2 separate regions of the Sus scrofa genome follow, and region 1 is linked to region 2. Evidence: chromatin contacts called from public HiChIP or PLAC-seq data. All regions are on one chromosome and are shown on one strand. The core of a region is the stretch at or near the end of the contact, and the rest is flanking DNA. Distances in the headings are between cores, read along the strand shown.

What was found. HiChIP or PLAC-seq counts read pairs in DNA pulled down with a chosen protein or histone mark.
Region 1: a contact with region 2 is called in an H3K27ac HiChIP or PLAC-seq map of skeletal muscle. The contact joins the promoter of ANKRD28 here to the enhancer-like site in region 2. A contact is called at or near these places in 5 of 47 Hi-C or Micro-C datasets (alveolar macrophages, embryonic fibroblasts, omental adipose tissue and 2 more) and 2 of 2 datasets of contacts at active chromatin or transcription factors (alveolar macrophages and skeletal muscle).

The regions. Positions count from the first base shown.
Region 1 is chr13:3,054,754-3,059,465 of Sscrofa11.1, forward strand. It overlaps ANKRD28 (ankyrin repeat domain 28), which reads right to left and starts at 2,860. Exons shown (of 28, transcript NM_001206449.1): 1 at 2,614-2,860; 2 at 1,454-1,537. The coding sequence starts at 2,739.
Region 2 is chr13:2,877,701-2,882,116 of Sscrofa11.1, forward strand. All of the region lies in intron 1 of BTD (biotinidase), which reads left to right. Among named protein-coding and RNA genes, the nearest start is that of HACL1, 39 kb to the left of the region's middle. Within about 2 kb of position 2,966, at least 27 of the 83 cell types and tissues checked have an H3K27ac peak or open chromatin away from gene starts, as enhancers often do. A contact at or near this core is called in omental adipose tissue, retroperitoneal adipose tissue and skeletal muscle, where this site is marked.

The DNA.
Region 1 (4,712 bases), core at 1,610-4,109, 180 kb after region 2:
CCTGTCACCACTACTCCCACTCATTAAAATTAAAAAAAAAAAAAAAAAAAACACCATAGTAAGTAGCATTATGAGATGAGATTTGTTAATTCTGCTTAAAGCAAACCAAAAACAACCCAAAAAAGTAGAGTTAAACATTAAACTACATTAAAATTATTTTTCTCCTTTTCCTAAGTCTATATTTCTATAATTATTTTCTGTCTTAGGAAAAGCAGACTCCAGGATACCCAAATTAGGTAAAGTGACCAATACTCCATTGAAAAGAAATCTTGAATGAGGTGCTCATTTCCAAGATATAAACTTAAACACAATTCACTTAGGAAGGTTTAAGGAAAAAAAAATGTAAATAATGATAGCATTTTTATTACTACCCAATGTTAGAATGAACCATTTTAGCTAAAGATCCAAATCTATTCATATTATTCAACCCTTAAAAATATGATAAATACTCTATTTAACATCAAGTGGTCACAGGAGTACTGCTGAAAGAACAGGGGAAAGATGAGAGCTGGTGATGAGCTTGCAAGGGCATGGCTTTCTTAAAAACAACCAATCAATTCCAGGTCATCTGTTTTGCAGTTGCTATTGGGATCTTATGAATCATGACCTCTCCCCACCCTCCATCATTCAGAGAAATGAATTATGTATGAAAAAGGTACTGAAAACATTTACTTCCAATAAAAAAATATATATCAATAAATTTGATCTTAAAATTAATTTGGTAAATTAAGGAAAGTCTGGCCACTGGAGAACCATATACAAAGGATATTATCCACTCTCTAAAATTATCCCTCATGTCAGTCCTGAATGTTAAATCCACTGTATCTTTAAAAGTTTGGAGAATTTTCAAATACTATGTCTTTATTTACTACAAGACCCAACAGATAAGTCTTCACGTATAATGTTTAGCATGATTATTTACAGAAAGCAAATTTGATTTCATAATCAAGCTAGATATATTACAAACAGACATGTCTCTTATTTCAAGTTCACAAAAAAGAACCCTCATCTCGAATGCACACAAATATTTAAGAGTGAAGTCTCATGATGTCTTTAACTTATTTTTAAATGGGATTCAGCAAAAGAAAGAAAAAATATATGTGTAGTATAAATATAATCTGTATAAATATGGAAGAGAAAGCAAAGAATGTGTCAAATGTTATCAATGCTGGATCTATGGGTATTCAGAGTACTTTTTCCAACTCTTCTGTGAAAATTTTCAAAGTAAAAAAAGCTGGAGGAATAAAATGCCGACTGACTTCTAGTTTTCCTGTGTTTTAGCCATTACCCTGAATATTTATGTTCAGTCCCTTCTTTTTTGCTTCAAGTCACTTCTACCCTTGTTTAAAACAGCCATTATAGAATTGTTATGTCTTTTAACAAAAATCATAACTCTAGGAAAGAGCTTTTTTTAAAGTAGATTTCAAGGCTGGTATCAGTGAAATTGTTTTACCTGAAAGTTAACATCTTCTTTCTTAAATATTAGTGCTCGAACTTCATCAGGATCTCCATTAAATATAGCTTGCACCAGTGATGGCTAAAATACAAGAGAGTAATAAAAACATTAATCACACCACAAGAAAAAACTAAATTTTTTCTTCCGTATCATAATAATGATCACTTGGCTTTTGACATGAATCTAGTTTCATGAAGTCAAACTGCATGAAAGTATAGGATTCTTCCTTGGAAATAAAAGAAGGCCTAATTAAAAAAAAACCAATTCAGCATGACCAAAATTAGGTAGTATAATAAGTATAATCGGATTTTATTTTACGAGTGCAGGCCTTTTACTTATGTATCTGACAAAAAGGATGTCTCTTTCAAATACAAGTGAGACATCTCAATATCTACTTGTGGGACACAACTTGTCAGACATGCAGTTATCAGTCCATGTGGAAGCCCAAGAAAGAAGGCCTCCTTGAAAAGTTCTGTTTAGGGCACCAAAGTAATTTGCATGGTTAGCATTACATGCATAAAGATAAAAATCCAAAGAAACAAAACCTGGTAGTTGATGAAAATCAACACTATTCAAAGACCAAAAATTACTGTATACCTGAATAACACGAAGGGGCAGACAAGTGCCTGTCTAAATACAAAAATTTCTTCATCAATGACATAGCCTCTCTAATAAGGTATGTTATTATATCAATTAAACAACAGTATTCAAATTAAGGTTAAAGATGAAGTCTGATTCCTTTTCACATTACAGCTGTGCATATAAGTACATAAAATCCGTTACTTTCTAAAAGGCTGTGCCTCAGTATTGCTGGCAGTAGTCAACCTTTCCTATAACATACATTTCCTCATTCTTGTTACATCAGTTTTTAAAACCACAAAGTGAAAACAGAAACATGGTTGCTATAACTACTATTCTCAAATTATTTTTAAAAGTCTTTTTAAGAGATTAAGAGACAAAGTCTGAAGTGATATCTAAACATCTCAAAAAGCGAAAATCAGAAATGTGTGCATTTATACACACATAATATTGCATCATATTCACACACTTACATGGCTTTCATTTGGATTCTTTATGAAACTAGTGGAAATGTTTATTCTTAAAAAGTAAAATTTACCCTACTAGTTCAGTAGAATACAGTAAATACATAAACTCTCGTATCTTACCAATACATTTCCTGAAGGTGAAGAATGTAGGGATTTATTTTCCTGTGGCAATTTAGAAATGAATGCAGGAGGCTCATCTTCTACCTCCTCCAAAACAACAATACACACTCGACTCATTCGCTCTTTTAAAAAACTGAATTCTAAGCTATGTGATAAAAGTCACAGTTGGAAGAGCACAAGTAGTTTTTCCTCCTCCTCTTCTGTACAACACTCTGAATCATTCTCTGAACAGCGAAGCTGGTTTTTTAAAGTTAATAAGTACCATCGGAAAAAGTGAAGTTTAAAATTATACCTACATAACTTGTAACTTCCTAAAAACAACAAAATTCTATTTTTTTTTTTTGTTGGGTTGCTATAATACTTAAAAGAAATTTCACATCAACATGTCAACAACTAAAGCAGTGCAGTACAAGCTCATTTAAAAATACTTCCCCCTACCAAAATAGTCATTTTCTGTTTCACAGAAATTGACTTGATCATTGGATAACAATGCCACACACTGCAGAGTAAGATGAGAAACAACTGCTGTGGCAGAGATGATCACTCTTGCCTGCAAGGTCATATAGTTACCAGTAGCTGCCTTGCTTATAATCGAAAATAAAAAATAAAATCTCACTATTCTGTTTCCACTTCTAATTTATCTTCATTTCTTCAGTTTCAATGGTTTGATGCAGATACTATCCAGAAAAAAATACATCCAAGAGCTCAACACAAATTCTTAAAATGTTGCTCAGAGGTTGACAATTCTTACTGTGTTTGAGAAAGAAAAAAGACAACAGTCTGCATTAATAGCAAAGCTGCAGTACATTTACATGCGATGAGTCAGACCACAAGAGACAATAGGACTCTTGGTGCTGGAATACGGCTTGATTAATCCAGATATCCCATGTAAGAGAAGAAACACAGTTAGCTTTATTCCCATGGACAGTACAAGCGAGGCGCAGCGTTCATTCCTCCTCCATCAGGCAGTTGTCTGTGGTGCTCCAGTAAAAGGGCACAGGCACCCAGCAAAAACCGTGTTAGCGGAGAATCCTAATGGAACAGGCAGGCTGCGAAGGAATTAGAAGGCATTTGAGCTCAAATTACTGCTTCAGGCTTTTCATTAAAGAAAAGGGGAGGGGGGACCCCAGTAGTTTATCACTCCAGTGTTTTCTTTGATCTCCACATGAATACAGCTTCCATTAAATAGTCTTCATTCAGAGAAAAAAACAGCAGACTGTGCATCTTCTTTGAGCCAACTACTTTATTCAGTCATCTGCCTCTGTGCCAATATAGTTTCCTTCCACCGTGAAAACCGCTACAGTTATCCTTTTCAGTCAATTTTAGATGCTTTCCTGTTCCTCAGATGATCTTGCAAAACGCCACAGACACCACCAAATGAGTAGATCCTTGAAAAATCGAGGAGCCCAGGATCGGCCCCACAGAAGCATTCCAACTGAGCAACAGTCTGAAGAGCAAAGACTGCAGAACTGCAGGATGAAATGCCTAGTAATGCTCACATGTTACACTTACCAGAGAGCTGAGCTACTGCTCGGGATGTAACTTCCTCTAGCAGGAGAAAAAAATAGTGCATTTGGACAGCCTTCACAATTAGAAGGTTCATGCCAGTTCTGTGACTAATCCAGATCAAACTAAAAAATTCTATAACTGAAAAATGAGTGCGCTTTTAACATTTTCCACTAAAAGCCACAAGGAAATCTGGTGTACTGCCTCTGCTGACTAACACTGGTTTCAGCAAGTAAACAATTCCAAACAGCTTAACTGCTTTCGTATGTTACAATACAGCAAATGTTTAACCCTAAAGTGACAGTTTCAGTAAGAACATCTGCAGTAAACCCATGAAAGAGAACTAGAGATGAAGAAGTATTTCATGAGAATATAAACACCATGAACCTAAGGTTTTCTTTTTATTATTTTACCAAGATCATTTTTTAACCTACTAGATGAATGCTGTTTTCAAGAATGCAAAGAAGTTTAAACAAAAGAAATTTAAGGTCTACTAACAACTTCTAAGTTGTTGAATTTAATAAATCAAGTCATACTTTCAGAGAAAAAAAATTTCATATTTCAGAAATCCTAATTCTAAAATT
Region 2 (4,416 bases), core at 1,716-4,215:
GGAAATCATGGTCTCTTTGGGGTTTCTTTAAATTCAGATTATGTACTTTTTTTTTTTTTTTTTTTTTTTTTTTGGCTGTGGAAGTTCCCAGGCCAGGGATCAAAGCTTCGCCACAGCAATAACCCAAGCTGCTGCAATGACAATACTGGCTGCACCACAGGGGAACTCCCAGATTATGGAAATTAGATGGAGATGGGGTTATTTCTCCCCTTATATAAAAAGGAGTATGTATTAAATAAGGAAATCACAAAATTCATGAGTATAGGTTTAAAGCTATTTGGAACTTAGCCTCCTGTCAGAAACACATAGAGGCACACATGGTGCTCGCTCCTTATGACTTAGGCCCCTCAGATTTGTTCCACAGGATGTGACATTTCCTCTGCCCACTTTTCCTGCCTCTTTCCCAGTCATGGGACTCTTATTCTCCCTGACAAGTAAAGAGTGACAAGATCTTTTTTAAAAAAGATCAGTAGGTCTAAATATAAAATTTTAAATGTATATACCTGCCTCTGAAATTATCTTATTAAGGATACCTTCATAATAATCCTTTCATTTCATTGCAAAAGACACTATTGTAATAGCATGGCTAGGAAGGAAACACAGCTAATTATCAAGATGAATCATTTGGCAAGAAGGAGAAAGTTCCCTGTGTGTAAAAATATCTAGTGATTGACATGTTATCAAATTTCCACAAAGTGGATTTCCATGCCATTTAGACCTTGATTTCTTTTCCCCATAGATCACAAGAACCTTCCTGACCAGGATTCATGTCGGATAAATAACATGTTCCCTTATGAGTGAAAAGCAGAGGCTTCTGTAAGGCAGTTAAAAGACCAAGATGCTAGGAGTTCCCTGGTGACTCAGCAGGTTAAGGATAGGACTTGTCACTGCTGTGGCTCAGGCCATTGCTGTGGGGTGGTTTGATCCCTGGCCTGAGAACTTCCACGTGCCTCAGGCATGCCCCACCTCCTCCAAAAAAAGATCAGCAGTGCTCTCCCCACCCCACCGCTGATTTCAGCATCATTCCTGTCCGTTCCCTCACTCTGCAGGCCCTGGGGAGTCACTGGGTGATTCTGAGCAGGGGAGCGTCTGGATTGACTCAGGCTTTCACCAGATCTCAAAGGCTGCTCCAAAGAGATGGGACTGGAGGAGGGTGGGGCCGTTCTTTCCCTCTGACTTCGAATTTCTTCAGCCTTTCCTGGTCCCTGGGCTCCAGCGCACTGCTGTCCTTGCTGTTTCTTGAATCCCCGAAAGCTCTCACTTGGGCCTTTTGACCGAGCAGTCCTCTGCCCGGAACCCTCATCCCCCAGGTATCCAGGGCCTCCTCACAGATACCTGCACCCTCCCCCATCTCTATCTCTTCCTAGTACTTACTGCCATCTGACATACCAGGTACAGAACTTCCTGAGTTCATGATGGGGTTAATATCCCAACAAACCCACCGTACGTTGGAAATACCATAGTTCAAAATGCATTTACTACACCGAGGCTACCAAACATCCCAGTTCAGCCAGGCCCACCTTACATGGCCTCAGAACATTCCCATCAGCCTGAAGTGAGTGGGGCAGAACCCTCTAACACAAGGCCTGTTTTGCAACAAGGGTCGAGGAGTTCCCTGGTGGCTCAATGGGTTAAGGATCTAGTGTTGTCACTGCCGTGGCACAGGTTCGGTCTCTGGTCCAGGAACTTCCACATGCTTCAGGCACGCCAAAAAAAAAATCCCCTCTCCCCCCAAAACCCCACAAAGGGTTGACTATCTCATGGAATTTCTGGAGGTCTGTACTTAGAGGGGAAAAGAGGATGGGATGTGGGCCCAAATGGTGGTCAGTGTGTTGGTTGTTCACCCTTGTGTCTGGAGGCCATGGCTGCCCTGCCCAGCATCAGAGATGGGGTTGCACTGCACGTCGCTCACCCAAGAAAGGTCCATATACTAACTTCTGGGTACGGTTTCTACTGAATGCATGTGGCTTCTGAGCCATCATGAAGTCAAAGCGTCCTAAGCAGGGGGCTGTTTGTGTTTGACTGTGTCAGTCTCCCCATACATGGGGGAGGGGTCCGCTGGGAAGGGCTGGGTGCCTTCCCGGCTGGGTCCCTAACACCCACACCAGGTGGAGCCCTGGCACGTGTCACATGCATGTCCCAGTGAGCGCCTCCCAGCCCCCGTCTTGGTGGAGGGCATGAAGCAAAGTGTGGAAGCACACTGTCACCTCAGTGGGGCCTTCCTGGAGTTTAGCCTTGTGTCAGATGCCCTGTGGTGGAAGGATGTTCGTAGCCACGTTTTCCAGGCTGCACACACACCTCCAGCCACCATTCTGTTTATGGGCCAGGCCCTGGCCAGCGCTGCAGGTGGATCAGTTGCTGGATCCCCAAAACCCTCATGACTTCCGGGGCCATTATTCCTGGGGAGCCCCCCAAGCCCCCTTGCACTTGGTCCCGAGCCGGCACCAGGCCACTTTCCAGCCTGCGCCCAGGCCCCTCTAAGCCCCTGGCCTTGCTCGGTCCTTCCTGCGGCTGCTGCGTGGTGCCACATAAAGAGGGAAGACCAGAGTTTGCAATTTGGTTAAAACGTCTGCGGTTTCACCACTCTTCAGCGAGGGCACACTCCTGTGCCTATTTTCATCATCATGACTCATCCTCTCCTCCCTTACCAGGCTGGCTTCTCTCTCACGTGAATACTGGCAAGAATCCGCATAGCCTTTTCTTCCTGACCTGCCTCTGTTCAGGCAGAAATGATGGCCCCTCACAGCTCTCCTACCAGGCTCCTTTTGTAAATAATCTAAACGTATTTTCTCAAAGTAGAAAGAAAGGTGCTATATTGCCGGTCCCACAATGTCCTTGTTTTGCTGGATTGCAAGTCCCTGAGATTTAAACAAACGTTCTCTGTCCCCAAATCGGTACCGTGCAGCTCTGAGCTGAAAAGGGAGGACAGTGTCAATGCCACTCCTGGCTCCAGGACCCCTGACCCCCCCCAACCGTGCCCTGGTTCGTGGGCTCCCTCCACCCCCACCCCCTCCATCCCTTAATGAGGCCACAGCCTTATGCTTTAGAAATACTGTGAATATGACTGAAGATAAAAGTCTCCCCCCTCACACCACCCCCATTATCATTATTCTGAAACCAGAGATGAAGTGGAAAACAGATTTTGAGACTTTAAAAATTATTCCTTGCTGTTCTTCAGCGGCAAAATTCAGATAAGAAAGCTTATCAATTCTACTTTTGTTTCTACTCAAAATCTCATGACTGCTCACTCAAAGGCCCCTTGTTTTCATCTTCAAACACAGTTCACAGTGTCCCGGATGGATGGCAGCCTGTCCTGGGCTCTGGTATTTGGATGGTACGTTTATTCCCTGGGGGAGGAAGTAACAGTTTGAGATGGGGCAGGGCTGGGGTGCCGGGGCACGCTGATCATGCTGAGAAGTCTGAGTTTGCCAGGATTCTGATGGAGCACTCCAGTTCCGTGGTCTGTTGCTGAAAATAATTATGGTTGCTTTTGTTCCTGGAACTTTTGAGAGAAAAAGCAATGTGCAGTGGCTTGGAGAGTCTAGTTTTCAAATGCAAACATGGGTTCTGAGTAGACTTGGCCAGGGTGTCATTTTCTCTTTAAAGAGAAAATGGTTCCTCAATTTGTCTCTGTTGTCTTGATGTTTGTTTGGATTCCCAGGGCGGCTAGTCAGCCTGGGCGCTTGGCCTCAGAGCAGGGGGCCTGACCGTGGCACACCACCTGGGAAGTCTGTGTGCCAGGGGAGGGGCTTCAGCCAGGAGGCCAGGCTGATTTTCAAGGCGGAACTGGACTCTTCACTCTAAAACACCTAGTACACAGAACTATTAGAAATTAAAATTCCTATTCTGGGGGGGTGGAAAAAGGCACACAGAAGTGTCACTGTCAGAGGTATGATTTGCTTCAAATCTTTTATGGTAGGAGCTGCAAAGCTGAGTTTACTTTCTAGAAGATTGCATTTGGTTACTGAAAAAGGATTTTTATTTTATTTTGCTTTTTAGTGCCAAAACCTGTGGCAGTTGGAAGTTCCCAGGATAGGAGTCAAATCCTAGCTATAGCTGCTGGGCTGTACCACAGCCATAGCAATGCCAGATCCTTAATCGACTGAGTGAGGGCAGAGATCGAACCCGCATCTTCATGGATACCCATCAGATTCTTAACCTGCTGAGCCACAACAGGATCCTGCAAGAGGATTTTATTTCCAAACTAGTATGCTTGTTTTTCCCAAGAGTCTTGGAGTCCAAGAGAGTCCAAGAGTCTTGGAGTGGGGAAAAGTCATGTTTTAATGGGAAGACTTCTTTTGACTGTCCATAAAATGGCATTTAAGTAGAGGTCAGCAGTTTCTCTGCACCAGATTAAAGAATGTTGGAATAACCTGGTGGCTTAGTGGGTTAAGGACACAACGTTATCACTGCTGT